Linked DNA regions of Mus musculus: region 1 is linked to region 2. A link is a contact called in public HiChIP or PLAC-seq data. All regions are on one chromosome and are shown on one strand. The core of a region is the stretch at or near the end of the contact, and the rest is flanking DNA. Distances in the headings are between cores, read along the strand shown.

Region 1 (6,738 bases), core at 1,965-4,464, 160 kb after region 2:
CATATATGCAAGCAATAAGACATGAAAGTAGGAGAATTATCCAGGTGGGGTGAAAAGAGATGGGGGAGTGAGAAGGAGGGAGAAGAGGAGCGGTGGCCCAGTCAAAGCACAATGATATATAATATATAACATATAATATATAATAATATACAGTGATATAATATATCACATATGATATATACTATATAACAGGTATATGACATATATATAATATGATACAATATATATGATAATATAATACATGATAATATAATACATATGTATATATATGATAATATAATACAATATATATATGAAAAATCACAATGAAATTCACCAAATTGTGCATACTACACATTTTTTCAGAGAAAGACTATAGGTTTGGGTGAAAATAGTAGCTTTTGCTGTCCCCAGGGTGTAATGACAAAATGTGAACACTTGGGGGCACTCCAGCTAATCTTCAATAGAGAGATGGTGACATGTTTGATAATTTAAAAAAATATGGAGGGGCCAGCAGGATGGCTCAGCAGGTAAGGGCACTTGCCAGTCAAGCCTGAGGACTTGGGCTTAGTACCTGGAACACTCGAGACACAAGAATAGAACTAACTCCTGAAAGCTGTCCTTTGACCTCCATTCCCAAGTGTACTACCCCAAATAAATACATTTTAAAAAAAAAAATCACTAATCCCAGCGCTTGGGAGGCAAAGGCAGGCAGATTTCTGAGTTCAAGGCCAGCCTGGTCTACAGAGTGAGTTCCAGGACAGCCATGGCTACACAGAGAAACCCTGTCTCAAACAAAACAAAACAAACAAAACAAAACAAACACTAAACCAAAATCACTGTCATTGTCACAACCTGAACTCTTCCTGTGAAGTTCTAAGCTGTGTTCAGAGGGTCATGAGTCAGGGGATCTTTGGTTTGTTTCATTGTTGTTTGTTTTTGTTTCTGAAACAGAGTCTCACTGTGTAACTCTGTCTGTCCTAGAACTCCTTATGCAGGCTAAACTGGCCTCAAACTCACAGAAAGCCACCTGCCTTTGCCTTCTGAGTGCTGGGATTATAGGCATGCACCATTATACCTGGCCACCTTCTCATTTTAACTTTGTAAACATCCTGTTCACTAGGTACTATCTAAAAATTTTTTTAAAAAAAAGTATGTGTGTGTGTGTGTGTATGTGTGTGCCTGTCTGCCTGTCTGCCTGCCTATCTGTCTGTACCTGTGTGCCAGTGCCTGTGGGCATCAGAAGAGGGTGTTGGATCTCCTGGAGCTAGAGTCCCAGGTGACTATGGATGCTGGGAACCAAGTTCTGATCCTCTGGAAACATAGCAGGTGCCCTTCACCAAGAGCCACCTCTTCAGCCCCCTCCGCTGTAGTTAGACAGTTACTGAGGATTTGATGCAATAGAGTCTAATATTGCTTTTCTGGATTTTTAAACTGTCTCTATAGCATTGTAACTCACACTATTAAATGTACAGCTTTGTGACATCAGTGCACACGTTGGCTCAGAGGCTGGAGATGAGGCGCTAGGACCCATGGGACAGTCCGGTAACTGCTTCCTTAGCTTGGCTAGCTCTCTCAGTCTCTGGAGAGTCGATGTCATCATCTTGAACTTAGCCCTCTGTGTTTTTCCATATTGTTCCAACTCCTGTGAGATACAGGCTCCATTTTAATAAAAACCATATGGGGGCTCTAAGGAGGGTCTCTGGCATCTAAGGGTGGGTTGGAAGTACTGAAGGGCAGGCTGGAATTCTCAGAGGGTCTAAGGAACATTTTTCTGACAGGCTTGTTTAGGGGGAGACCCCCATCCCTGGAAATTGGGGACCTAGGGTCCAGGCCTGGTTCCTTCTCTAGGTCCCTGTGACATGACATTGTGAGTCACTGGTGTCCCAATCACAGAAAAATGTCTTCCTGATGCTAGGTTTTCCCTATCTCCCTTGCTTTCCCTCATCCGCTCTTCCCCAAAGCCTGGGAAGAAATGAGCAGGTGTAATGGTTAGCGCTCACAGGTGTTTCTTCAGCAAAGAAGAGACTGAGCATGCCAGACCCAACCAGATGGGTAGCACATTGTGGCCCATGGGGAGTGGTCCCAGAAATTATTCCCCCACCCAATATGTAAAGGAGATGTCAGGCCTCTCCCCAGGCAGGGGATGATGGGAATTTTCTGCCGATCTTCCCACTAACGACTTCAGTTCCTGTCAGGGCTGGGCCCACAGGCCATAAATCGCTTTACTCATTCGTTGCTCAGTATCTGGCAGCTCAGGGTTTGTCAGGAGCCTGTCGCCATCCTTATCTTGTTACACGCCTTGGCATTGCTTCGCCACTTTTTAAAAATGCAGTCTTGCAAGCAGGGTGCTTTGGTCATCTCTTACTTTGGAGTTGGCAGACTCCGCCCGTGGCAAGTGGAATGAGGGAGGGGCAAGAGGGCTCAAGCTTCCGGGGTGTGAACTCCGAGTCACTTCCCTCTGGGGTCTAGGGTGGCATCTGATGTGAAGCTGTGGGAGGACTGAGAAGTGGTCATTTAGAGCCAGCGCAAAACCAAAATGAGGCTCCTTTGCTGGGTGACCTCGGGCAAGAGTGCTTCTCCTCCTCCTCCTCTTCTTCCTCTTCCTCTTCTTCCTCCTTCTCTTCTTCACCATGGAGTGAGAAGGAATGGGGGTTGTTTGCTTACAATGACACGCAGGTACCCTTAACCCGTGAGTCTGTTGCATTAAGAGTTGGGACTTGGAGCCGGGCGTGGTGGCGCATATGCCTTTAATCTCAGCACTTGGGAGGCAGAGGCAGGCAAATTTCTGAGTTCGAGGCCAGCCTGGCTCTATAGAGTGAGTTCCAGGACAGCCAGGGCTACACAGAGAAACCCTGTCTCGAAAAACAAAAAACGAAACAAAACAAAACCCCCAAACCAAAACAAACAAAACCAAGACTTGGGACTTGGGGCTGGAGAGATGGCTCAGTGGTTAAGAGCACCAGCTGCTCTTCCAGAGGGCCCAGGATTAATTCCTAGCACCCATATGGCAGGCTGCAACCGTGTGTAACTTCAGTTCCAGGACATCTGACCCCCTCACACAGACATACATGCAGCCAAAATACCAATGTACATAAAATAAAAATAAACCGATTATTTGAAAAGCAGAGTTGGGATTGGATTTGACCTCTGGGGACAACCTGGTGACTCCTTTGCCATCTCCAGTCTCAAATCCCTCATCTCCCTCATTGTGTAAGAGCCCACTCTTGACTGCCTCGTGGCTTGGCTCTCTTATCTCAACTCCCATTGGCTCTCTTGAGTTCCTCACACCACTCTCCTCCCTAGACTCGGCCCCACTTCCTCAAGGTTTCTTTCACCAGCTCCAAGGACCCAGGCTGGCCACCAAGTCTTCAGCATACAGTCCTTCAGGGGACTCTTAAGATGCAAACTCACCAAGGAAATCCTTATGGTATGATTCATTTATTATGATTTGAGTATTCACATGGCACACAGTCCAAGCAGTTGAAGTGCCTCCTCCAGCCATACACCCTTGTCCCCAGCTTTTATGTCTTCCTCCCAATCTGTCCTTGTCTACTGGTTTCACGGGGTTTAATGGCCTCAGCTCACAGCAATGCTTGCTTGCTTGTTTGTCTTTATGGATCTGAGTGATTTTACCTGCGTGTATGTATATTTGTGAAGGATGTGTTCCATTGGGTTAGAGGAGATTGGGGTGCTGGAGTTATGGAAGGTTGTGAGCTGTTTGTGCTGGGAACGGAATCCAGGTCCTCTGGAAGAGCAACCAGTGCTCTCAACCTCCGAGCCAGATGGTTCTCGGCAGTCCCCACAGTGGGTTTTGGAGCTGTGGCAGAAAAGCCACCCAGGCAGAGAGAACAAGAAGGGTCTTGAAGCTATGGACCAACGTTGCTGAGGTAAGAGGGAGAGGGGGTCAGGTTAGTAGATGGCAGAGGGGGGCTGTTGTTTTTGCTCTTGTTTGAGACGGGGTCTCACTGTGTAGCCCTGGTTGGCCTGAGACTTGCTGTGTGGACCAGGCAGAACTGGAATTTGCAACGATTCTGCTGCACCTCCCTCCCTAGTGCGGAGATTCCTGTATGTGCACTACCTCACGGGGCTAGAAACCTGGATGCTGCTCTGTGAGGCCTGGCGAGGTGAAGTGGGGCTTAGTCATTTGTGTCTCATATGAACACTGCAGAATGTGGGTGCTGGGTTTAGGGAGGCCAGGAGAGAGGCAAGTGTGGGCTTCTGGTAGGGAGGACCAGGGTTGGAGAGGGAAGGTGGAGAGAAGAGGCGGGCTTTGGATATTTGGGCTGGTCTTGTGGGAGGAGAGACCCTCCCAGCCACAGGCTCTGCTAACTCCTTGTCCCTGTTGGCAGTATTGTCTGAGTGATTACTGGGTTAGAATGTACCACTACAATTTCACAGAGCAGGCCTGGAGAACTTACAGGCTAAAGCTCTGACTAGAGGGTCACCATTTACTCTAAGGCAGTGACCACAGTGGCCTGCTACCTGCTGGGAGACTAGTATTTCTCACAGATATGTCATGCACCTGTCAGTGCCCAGGAAATCACCTCGAAGGCAGCCTGCCATGTACAGTCTTTTTCTGAAGGGCAAAATCCAGAACCTTCAGAATCTCATATTTTCTTGGCCATAAAACCCTTTACCCATGAAAGCTGGTCATATAAAATATATATACAACAGGAATGTGACTCGGTTGGGAGAATGCTTGTCTAACACACACAAGGCCCTGGGTTTGATCCTCCGTACCACAGAAACACTGTCTGCAGCCTCTACACATTAGATACCTGGCACAGTTGGGCAGCAGAAAAATAACTCCAGGGCTGGGGATATAGCTCTGAGGTAGAACACTTGCCCAGGATGCAGGAGCCCTGGGTGCCACCCTCTACACTGCAAGGAATCAGGAAGGCAAAGGACAATGCTAGGGAATGGTGAGGGACCCAAGAGACAGCAACAGATGCCAGAATCTCAACACTACACACACACACACACACACACACACACACACACACACACACACATACACACACACACCAAGCAGCACAGAGCAGTGGTTGGTGGTGGCCCAGGCCAGTAGCAGGTGCAGAAGTGACATCAGAACAGAAGCAGAAGTCACAGAGAGATGATGTCATCTCAGTCAAAAATAGATGCACACCCCCCCCCCCGTCCCCCGCTAGCTCCCTCTCACTGTGAACTCCGGGGAGGCCTTGATTCTCCCAGAATGCATGAGGACACTTCTTGGGACGGGAAGGAGCGACTGAAGGGCTGATGATGCCTGTGTGGAGGTCATCCCAGGGAGGACAGCAGAGGCAGATCCTACTGAGATGGGCATTTGAACACGTCTGCAGGATGGGAAGCATTGTGTTATCAGTGCTGTCTCCCAAATCTTGTGTCCTTGAAATGCGGTTCCTAACACACCAACTTTGTTAGGTGAGACTCATCGGAGATGATCTGCATGCGGATTGATGGGTAAAAGGCTATTGCAGTAGTGACCTAGCATCACGGATCCATCTCATCTCGTGGCGCCCTCTGCCATGTTAAACACAGCTTCATGGCCCTCAGCGTGTACCAGCATCACGCTCTTAGACTGCTCAGCCTCCAGGGCCATGAGCTAAGCCTATCTCTTTACAAATGGCTAGATCTCCTGTGTTTTCTCATAGCAACAGAAATGAATCAAGATGCCAGGAGCTACGGATTTCATCACAGGGAAGAGCAGGCAGCACTCTCGGAGTTACAAAAGTGCCTGCTAACTGAATTGTTTACTTAATCATGATTGTTTGTTCCATTGATTGACTCTGCTGTGTGTACTTGGTGAAAATCAAACATCCAAATGGGCAAAAGGGCATCAAATGAAAAGCAGCTGTCCCTCTCACCCCTGACCCCCACCGTCCACACCTACCCGAAGGCCCTTCTCTCCGGACTGCTATCCCACCCCCCACTGCAACACCAGTGCTTGCCCTGCATCCTGTGAGTGTTCAGGTCAAGATTCCCATCCTTCAGCTACCACAGGAGGAGAAACGGGGCTTCTCTCTCTGTCCCCCTCCCTGTTCCCGCTGCCAGTGCTGTGCCATACAAAAAAAGAATTGAGGGGCTACAGAGATTGTTCAGCAGTTAAGAGCGTTGGCTGCTCTTCTCGAGGACCCAGTACCCACATGGCAACGCATAACCATCAGTAGCTACGGTGCCAGGGGACCCAACGCCCCCTTCTGGTTTCTGTGGGTATTGCATGCATTTGGGGCACGTGCATGCAGGCAAAACACAGCACATTAAAAATAAACACATCTTTTAAAAACGATCTGTTCAGCAAAGTTTTTGTGGATAAATGGATCGTGAGATGTTAGAACAACAGATTTATAGGAGTGTGGAAACCAGACTTGATGAACAGAACCGGGGACTCCTGTAATCAGTGTGATAAGCTGAGAAACCCCGAAGCTGTGGATCTTGTAATGGGAAAAATTCTTGCCCAGACTTCTTGTCTAAGGACCTTTAGGAAAGTCTTCATTGTGCCCTTCAGTCGGTTTAATTTAGGCTGATGAGATGTAAGACGCTTGCCACATAAGCTTATTAAACTCAGGGCCCTCAGGGTGGAGGGAGAAAAATGAACCTGCAAATTATTCTCTAGCATATGCACATGTGCTGTAGCACACACTCACGCACATGCACACCGTCTCCATACAAATACATAAATAGATTCAATTGAAAAACCTAAGAATAGCTGGGCGGCGGTGGCACCTGCCTTTAATCCCAGTACTTAAGAGGCAGAGG
Region 2 (6,906 bases), core at 1,903-4,402:
CAGGCCAGTCTGTCTCTGCAGCAGGTACTATGCACCCACTGGAGTAAGCTCAGTTATGTTGAACTAACTACAGGTACTGAGAAGAGAGTGAAATCAGACTTAAACAATACCAGAACAACAGTGGGGAAGGGGATAGGGAAATACAGTGCTTCTCTGCCACTCAAGAAGTCTGGGGTTTGTTCTTTGCAAAAATATACACACAAACACACCCAATGATGGAGGAGAGTGTGTGTCTAAGCCCCTTGCTCCCCAGGCCCTCAGTTGGGTTAACTGCATACCCCGACAGCTCCCAGAGGCTGAGTGCAGAGCTCAGACTCATCACCTATCTGTTGCTAGGCTTTCTCATTGCCCTGCCTTTTTCTTCATTCTCCTTGTGGTGTTTCCTTCAATCTCTTCAAATAAACCTCAAACTTTGTCTCAGGATCTGCTAATAGGAAAACCCTAATGGAGGCAACGGGGGCCCAGGGAAAGCAGCCACACATGAGGCAGTTCTTGGGGTCACTGCCTTGGAGATGGGGAAAAAAGGGGAGGTGTTGGGGGAATAGAAGGGAGGGGTAGCCTGTCCGAAGTTATGGCCTTGCCAGAAAGACAGTTCTGCTTGATGACTGGGGAGTGCAGGGAATAAACAGGCTCACTTCTCCATCTTGTCACCTTCCCCCAGGCCCCTGCCTGTGCCACAGGCAAAAGAGTCCATGGTGTTGTGGACACTGTAAGGTTCCTTTGACAGAAGGACAGATTGTGTACCCAGTGGTGAGGCCTACCAAAGGCTTGTAGCCCACCCCACTCAGCTATTTTCCAGAAGTTTGGTCCTGCCTAGAGAGCAGAATTTCAAACACTCCAGAATCTAGACACTTTCCACATCTGGTCAGGATGGAGTCACACATTCTGCAGGGCTGTGGCAGGTGGAAGTCCCTGCCACCAGATACGGTGGCTGATGAGAAACACCTGCCACAGCTTTGTAAGTAAGGTATGAAGGCTGCGCTTCCCTGGACACTGAAGTCACCTGGGTTGCTGAAGGGCTGACTTTACAGTGTCTGACATAGTGGGATTTTAGGGGTGTCTGAAAGCTGGGCTTGGCTCAGCAACCAACTGGATTTCCCACCAGTGACGGTGTCTTCTAGTGGCTCAAGTTCCCAGAGCAAAAACCAGAGGTCCCAGTGGAAGTTGAAAGAGCCCCAAATCCCTCCAGAGAAGGAAGTTCAGTAGCCTCCTCTGCCACATTCTAAGAGCAAGTCCTTCAGGACATCCCAGGGCAAGACTCCATCAGGCAAAGACAGGATCAGCAAAGGCTTGTCACTTTTGGTGGACCAGGAAGTTATTTGCAAAGAATGAGTTGGATGGACTTTGGAGAAAGATTTGACACAGCCCAGGCCCAGCTATAGAGTCAGAATCAAATTCAAGTGCCACCCTCCCTTGCAGTGCACTAATCTTCCAGGAGCCCAGTGGCCTGTGCCCTCTTGGGGCCTCGGCGACTTCATTTGTAGACTGATAACAGTTTCTGCTTCACAGGGTGTAGACAGATTGAATGGAATGATGTTTTCAAAGTGCTTCCAGGACAAGGGCTAGGGAGGGTGTGTCCACATGTGATGGTGTATGGTCATGTATCTGAAGTAACAAAGAAACCTCCCACTAAGCTACAATGTGTTGGAAATGTTTCTCTTTTTTTGCAACAGAATCTCAAAAATCTCAATAATAGCTCAGCATCTTCTTGTCTCAGCTTGGTGAATACTAAGATTACAGGCACAAGTATTCCCATCCCTGTCTTAGAAGTACCATTTTGATCCACCCTCTCTCTCACTCCCACAAACAACTGAATCCCAAATCTGTATTCTGCTGCTTTCAAGTAGCAGGGATCTGAGTCCATCCTCTTGCCCAGAGTCGCCACGGTCTCACACCTGGATCTTTCCTGGTGTACCACGCTTTCTCCAGCTCCTTTCATGTTGTCCCCTCATGTAAGGACACCCGGGCATCCCCACCTCAAGGTGCGCACAAGTTACTTAAGGAACTTGCTACAATATAGCCCTGCATCCCGCCCCCAAAATCCCACCAAACCTAGAGTATGGTTCTAAACAGCTCACCTGTGAAGTCTCCCTGGCTAAATTTCTAGACTTGGAACAGCTGGAGTTTTCCAAACAGAAGTGTGATGCTGTCCTGAAACCACTGACAAACTTTCAGTGACATCTCTCTGAGCTTCCACCTCGCCTGCTGGCCTCAGCTCCCCTCTCCCCTTCCCATCCCCTCCTCTTTATTTGTAAGTTTGTTTAGTTTCAGATGAGAATTGCATCTCACCTAGTTCTGGGATACCACCATTAAATGGATGTTTCCATGTGCCCTAGGCTTCCCACAGAGTCAGCATGGCCCACCCCAGGGATGGCAGGACTGAGATTTAAGAGTGTTTCCCTTGCTTCCCATTTCTCCTCCCTGATGCATATGTTGTTATTTATATGTTCTAGAAGTTGACCATAGTATGAAGTTTTCTGCAGCGTATTTTTTTTTCTGCCCCCCTTTCACTACTGTGTCTGAGCACATGTGCTGTGCTTTGTAGCTGAAACTGGCTTTATTGCTGCAGAAACCAGTCCACTGTATTTACCCACAGCACTGATGTGAGCATTCTAAATACATCTCGATACGTGGGCATATTTCTCCAGCGTAACTGCCCCAGGAGAGATGAACTGTGTGTTCCTGTCCACCCCCTGTCTCCAGCCACCCTGGAGACTTAGTTCTCAGGAGTCTCTCTCACACACAACAGTGTTCTCTGCATCCCACCCGCCCTCACCTGGTGAACTCCGGCAGTCGCCGCTAAATCTCCCTAATTACACACTTCTTCTGCCTTGTGATTCTGCAACAAGTGGGTCTATCCCTCAAAATCCAGCCCCATAAGGCTTCAGGACTGTGTGGCTCCAGCTTCAGCCTGCACAAAGTAGGCGCCCAAGCAACACTGGAAGCCTCGGTACTGAAGGGGCCCGGAAGGGGCAGGTGAGGACATTGGAGTCGCGTCTGCAGGGGGCTCACCTGGGAGCTTCCTAGGGTGTAGCCAGCAGGGAAGGTCTGGGGTTCAGAATTCCGGGAAATGCGCGCCAGAGTTGCAGGCGGGGGGGGGGGGGGGGGGGCGGGGCCGTGGCTCCGGAAGGCGGGGTCTCTCTGTGGGCGTAGCGTGGGCGGGGCTGTGCCGGGGCAGCCCGGTAAAAAAGAGCGTGGCGGGCCGCGGTCTCTGAGAGCCATCGGGAAGCGACCCTGCCAGCGAGCCAACGCAGACCCAGAGAGCTTCGGCGGAGAGAACCGGGAACACGCTCGGAACCATGGCCCAGACACCCGCATTCAACAAACCCAAAGTAAGCACCGAGGGGCTCCGTTGCCAGGGTTCTGTCCCGGGCTGTCCCGGGGCTTAGCGGGGCCCAGCCTTTGGCGCCTTTAACCTAGAAGCATGGAGTGGCAGGGGGACTCCCGCAGGCATCTCCCCTCGACCCAGGCCTTAGCTTGCTTCCGGGATGTCGAGCGAGAGACGATGTGGCAGGGAGTGTCCAGAACCTGGGGGTGTCTCTGGTCGGCCTTCGGGTTCGGCTGCTGTCTATGCGAACCTGGGAGTGCCTCCAGTCGGCCTTCGGGTTCGGCTGCTGCCTATGCCCTGTGCCCTGGAGGTCTCAGCCTCGCTGTCTGCCAATGGGCATCCAGTGCGGCGGGGCTGCACAGCTGTGTGGGACTGGGCTAGGACCTGGGTGTCTGAGCCCCAGTAGAATGGGGCCCAGGGTCTCTAGCTGTTAAATGTTCAGTGTATGGCTTTATACTTAAGTGTTATGATTACTTTGTGGGCAACAGGTAACCTAGGTTTGTGGGTGCGCCCGTGGGAAAATCTATGATCCAAACCAGAAAAGGAAGGGATAGAGGCTTCAGGGTGCCAGGAGGAACCCCTACACATACTGACCGTTTGGCCATATGGGTTTATTTGGGATGAAGTTTTAGCCCTTGACCCCAGAGGAGAACCCTTTATCTGTCTTTCTGCAAGCTGTGGCTTCTTGGAAACAGGGAGACTCCAGGTCCCCAAGGCCAGATTTGCAGCCCTTACAGATTCTGTCTAGTCAGCCAGGCAAATTGAACTGGTCAGCAGAGTGTGGGACTGAGAACTCAGGGGGAGGGATCAGAGACAGTCACCCTTAGACTTACCCCTCCAAGAAACAGATGCTGAGTGGGGGGCGGGGTGGCAGACGTATGAATCCCGTGTGCATGTTGTGTCATATATGCGTGCATGGAGGGAGCGGGAGGGAAGATGGGCAGTGGGCCTGTATTCCATGCACTTACCATAGGGAACACACTCTGCCCCTCTAGCTAGAGGCTAGAAGGGCAGGGCAAGTCTTCCTACCCAACCAATGCCTGCTGCACATCTTGTCTGGTGGCTCCTGACCACAGTTGGTGCTCTTAGACATCAAAGGGTGAGTTTTCTTTTGATGGTCTGAATTCTCCCTACCCTTGGTCAGGGGAACCATCTCTCCTGATGGAAACCTAAGAGAGTGACTAAAGGTGAGCGACAGGTTACACTTCTGTGGCACCTACCCTTTTGTAACAGCTCTTGGGGGATGGGGGGAGTGCCAATATATCATGAGCCCTGGTATTGTCATCTGACCCATGCTGGGATGTCATTCCTTCCCTCGGGGCTCTTAGACTCCACACCTGGAGAAAAGGACTGTTAGCATTGGTGTCTGGATGTTGGAAGGTGACGTCAGCAGGAAGGTAGCATGCTGGGCTGCTACCTCTGAGGTGGGACAGGTCTCGTGTCATGGTGAGGAAGAAATGCTGCTATGGCTGGCAGAGTGGGAAGGAGCCACTGTGGTCAGCGCCTGGCCAGCCTGCGTAACTGATGCTACCAGGGGCCCAGCATACTGTAACTGCACACAACTAGTGCCCTGACTTGGTGAGGTAGCTGATGCTGTCTCCATGGATAGATGGGGAAGCAGGCACAGAGCTTAATTAGGATGTAGCCAAGCTGGGAGAGAAGCCCACATTGAGGGTCAGCTTCAGAATCCCATTCCCTAAGCCAGGCAGCATAGTACAGAGCCGGAATTCCTATTATTTGGAAGACTGAGACAGGAGGATTTTTGAGTTCCAGGCCTGAACTATATAGCAAGACCTTTGTTTTGGATGAAAGAACAAAACCTAAGAAGCAGAAATTCTATGTCCCCATCTTTCATGGGTGATCTCTGCAAACGCTTTAGGGATAAGAGGATATCTACCTGAGCCTTTGCTGGGTTCTTTGGTTTCTCATGCCTACACCAGTTGGGACTGGGGCTTGGACAACTTCAAGGTGAGCAGATGAAATGGGCCAGCGTTTGTTTTTGTTTCTTCTATGTGGTATGTGTGAGCTAAGGCACTGTGTAGGGACAGGCTTGAGTGTCAGGTTTCACCCTCCAGCATGTTTGAGATACAGTGTCTTGGTTGTTCACCCCTGGAACTCCAGGCTAGCTGCCTCGTGGGTTTCTAGGAATTCTCCTGTCTCTGCCTCACATCTCACAGTGGGGGTGCTGGGGATGGCAAATGGCAGTTACCATGCCTGGCTTCTGTGCGGGCTGTGTGGATTTAAGTCAGATCCACACACTTGTGTTGCACGCTCTTTACCTGCTGAGCCTTCTCCCCAACCTTGCCCTTCAGATATAGATATACACGCAAGTCACCTGGCTCTAACTGTGACTGGGGAGGCTTGGGTGGCACTGAGATACTGTTGTCATCATGCCCTGCCAGCAATGTAAAACTGCTGGTCCATCAGCCTGCGTGGAGAAGAAAGACCCCTGCTTTGACTGGGTGCTGGCTTCCTTAGTACTTGCTGCACCTGAAGATTGTGTGTGTGTGTGTGTGTGTGTGTGTGTGTGTGTGTGTGTGGTATGTACACGTGCATGCATGACCCAGTAACCCTTATCACTCTGTGCCCACTTGAAGCAGGACTAGAAAATCCCATGGTTCCCGTTGCTGCTGTATGTAAAGATGCATGCTGACCTCCTGCCTCTGGCTGAGGCTCTTTGGAGTGGTTGTGAGTACCAGGAACCTTTAGCAGTCATTCACAATTCTATGAATGACTGAGCAGGCAGCTGTCTGCATCCCATTCACAAGTGGAGTTGTCCAAGGACTAGAGAGGGAAAAGGCTTCCTCAAAGCAACAGTCTCTGTGCACTTCACACCTCTGAGGGAACTGGCCCAGGTTGGAAGGTTGTTTCTAATTGGGTCTTTCCTCCTATGCAGGTTCATAGAGAGCATGAGCCCAGTGAATCTTTGCTTTCTCAGACTTTTGAGGTTTGTTCTGTACCAAGTGTAGTTCTAGCTGATTTGTGTGAGTTAAGTTGCTGGGGACCAGCCTCGGCTGCAGGCAGGGTCTGGAGAAGGGTGGATGCAAGAGCAGCAAGGGGAAGCAAGGATCAGACATGGGATGTGGGGGACGGGACAGAGAGAAAGCACACATCGCATCTCACTATGGCTTCTCCTATGCCAACAACTTTTGTATCTTTCAGGCTTTATTTATACATAAAAAAATACAGAAATTTTATTTGTTGATTACACAACTTTTCAAAATACATTTTCTTGTAAAGTTTTCCTTGATCACATAAGAATATTGAAAGAGGAACAAAGAGAACAAACAGAAAATTTATGAGAACTAAAAAATGAATATTAAGATCAAATCAATTTTCTTTAAATGCAGTATCTCCTTCCTTAAGATTGGTGTCATAACGCCTTGCAGTTACAGAAGTGCTAGGCAGGCTGGCTCTATTTGAATTTGATTCTATTTCAGTTTGGCATAAGATTAATAGTTCAAAAGTTATGTCCTACTACCTATTATATCAAACTTGGCTTTGTGCAAGAGTTCAGTATCTAACCCTTATTTAATTCTTCCTTTCTTTCTTCTATATTTCTTTTATATTTGGCATAA

Evidence for each region. HiChIP or PLAC-seq counts read pairs in DNA pulled down with a chosen protein or histone mark.
Region 1: a contact with region 2 is called in a FOXA1 HiChIP or PLAC-seq map of pancreatic cancer cells. The contact joins the enhancer-like site here to the promoter of Ada in region 2. A contact is called at or near these places in 14 of 39 promoter capture datasets (3T3-L1-derived adipocytes, the C10 cell line, the HPC-7 cell line and 11 more), 1 of 15 datasets of contacts at CTCF or cohesin (large pre-B cells), 2 of 484 Hi-C or Micro-C datasets (B cells and urothelial organoids), 6 of 115 datasets of contacts at active chromatin or transcription factors (astrocytes, bone marrow-derived macrophages, embryonic stem cells and 3 more) and 3 of 9 other capture datasets (adipose tissue, embryonic stem cells and liver).

The regions. Positions count from the first base shown.
Region 1 is chr2:163,586,002-163,592,739 of GRCm38.p6, reverse strand. No RefSeq gene overlaps it. Among named protein-coding and RNA genes, the nearest start is that of Ttpal, 13 kb to the left of the region's middle. Within about 2 kb of position 3,214, at least 36 of the 459 cell types and tissues checked have an H3K27ac peak or open chromatin away from gene starts, as enhancers often do. A contact at or near this core is called in bone marrow-derived macrophages, microglia and pancreatic cancer cells, where this site is marked.
Region 2 is chr2:163,746,485-163,753,390 of GRCm38.p6, reverse strand. It overlaps Ada (adenosine deaminase), which reads left to right and starts at 3,152. Exons shown (of 12, transcript NM_007398.4): 1 at 3,152-3,332. The coding sequence starts at 3,300.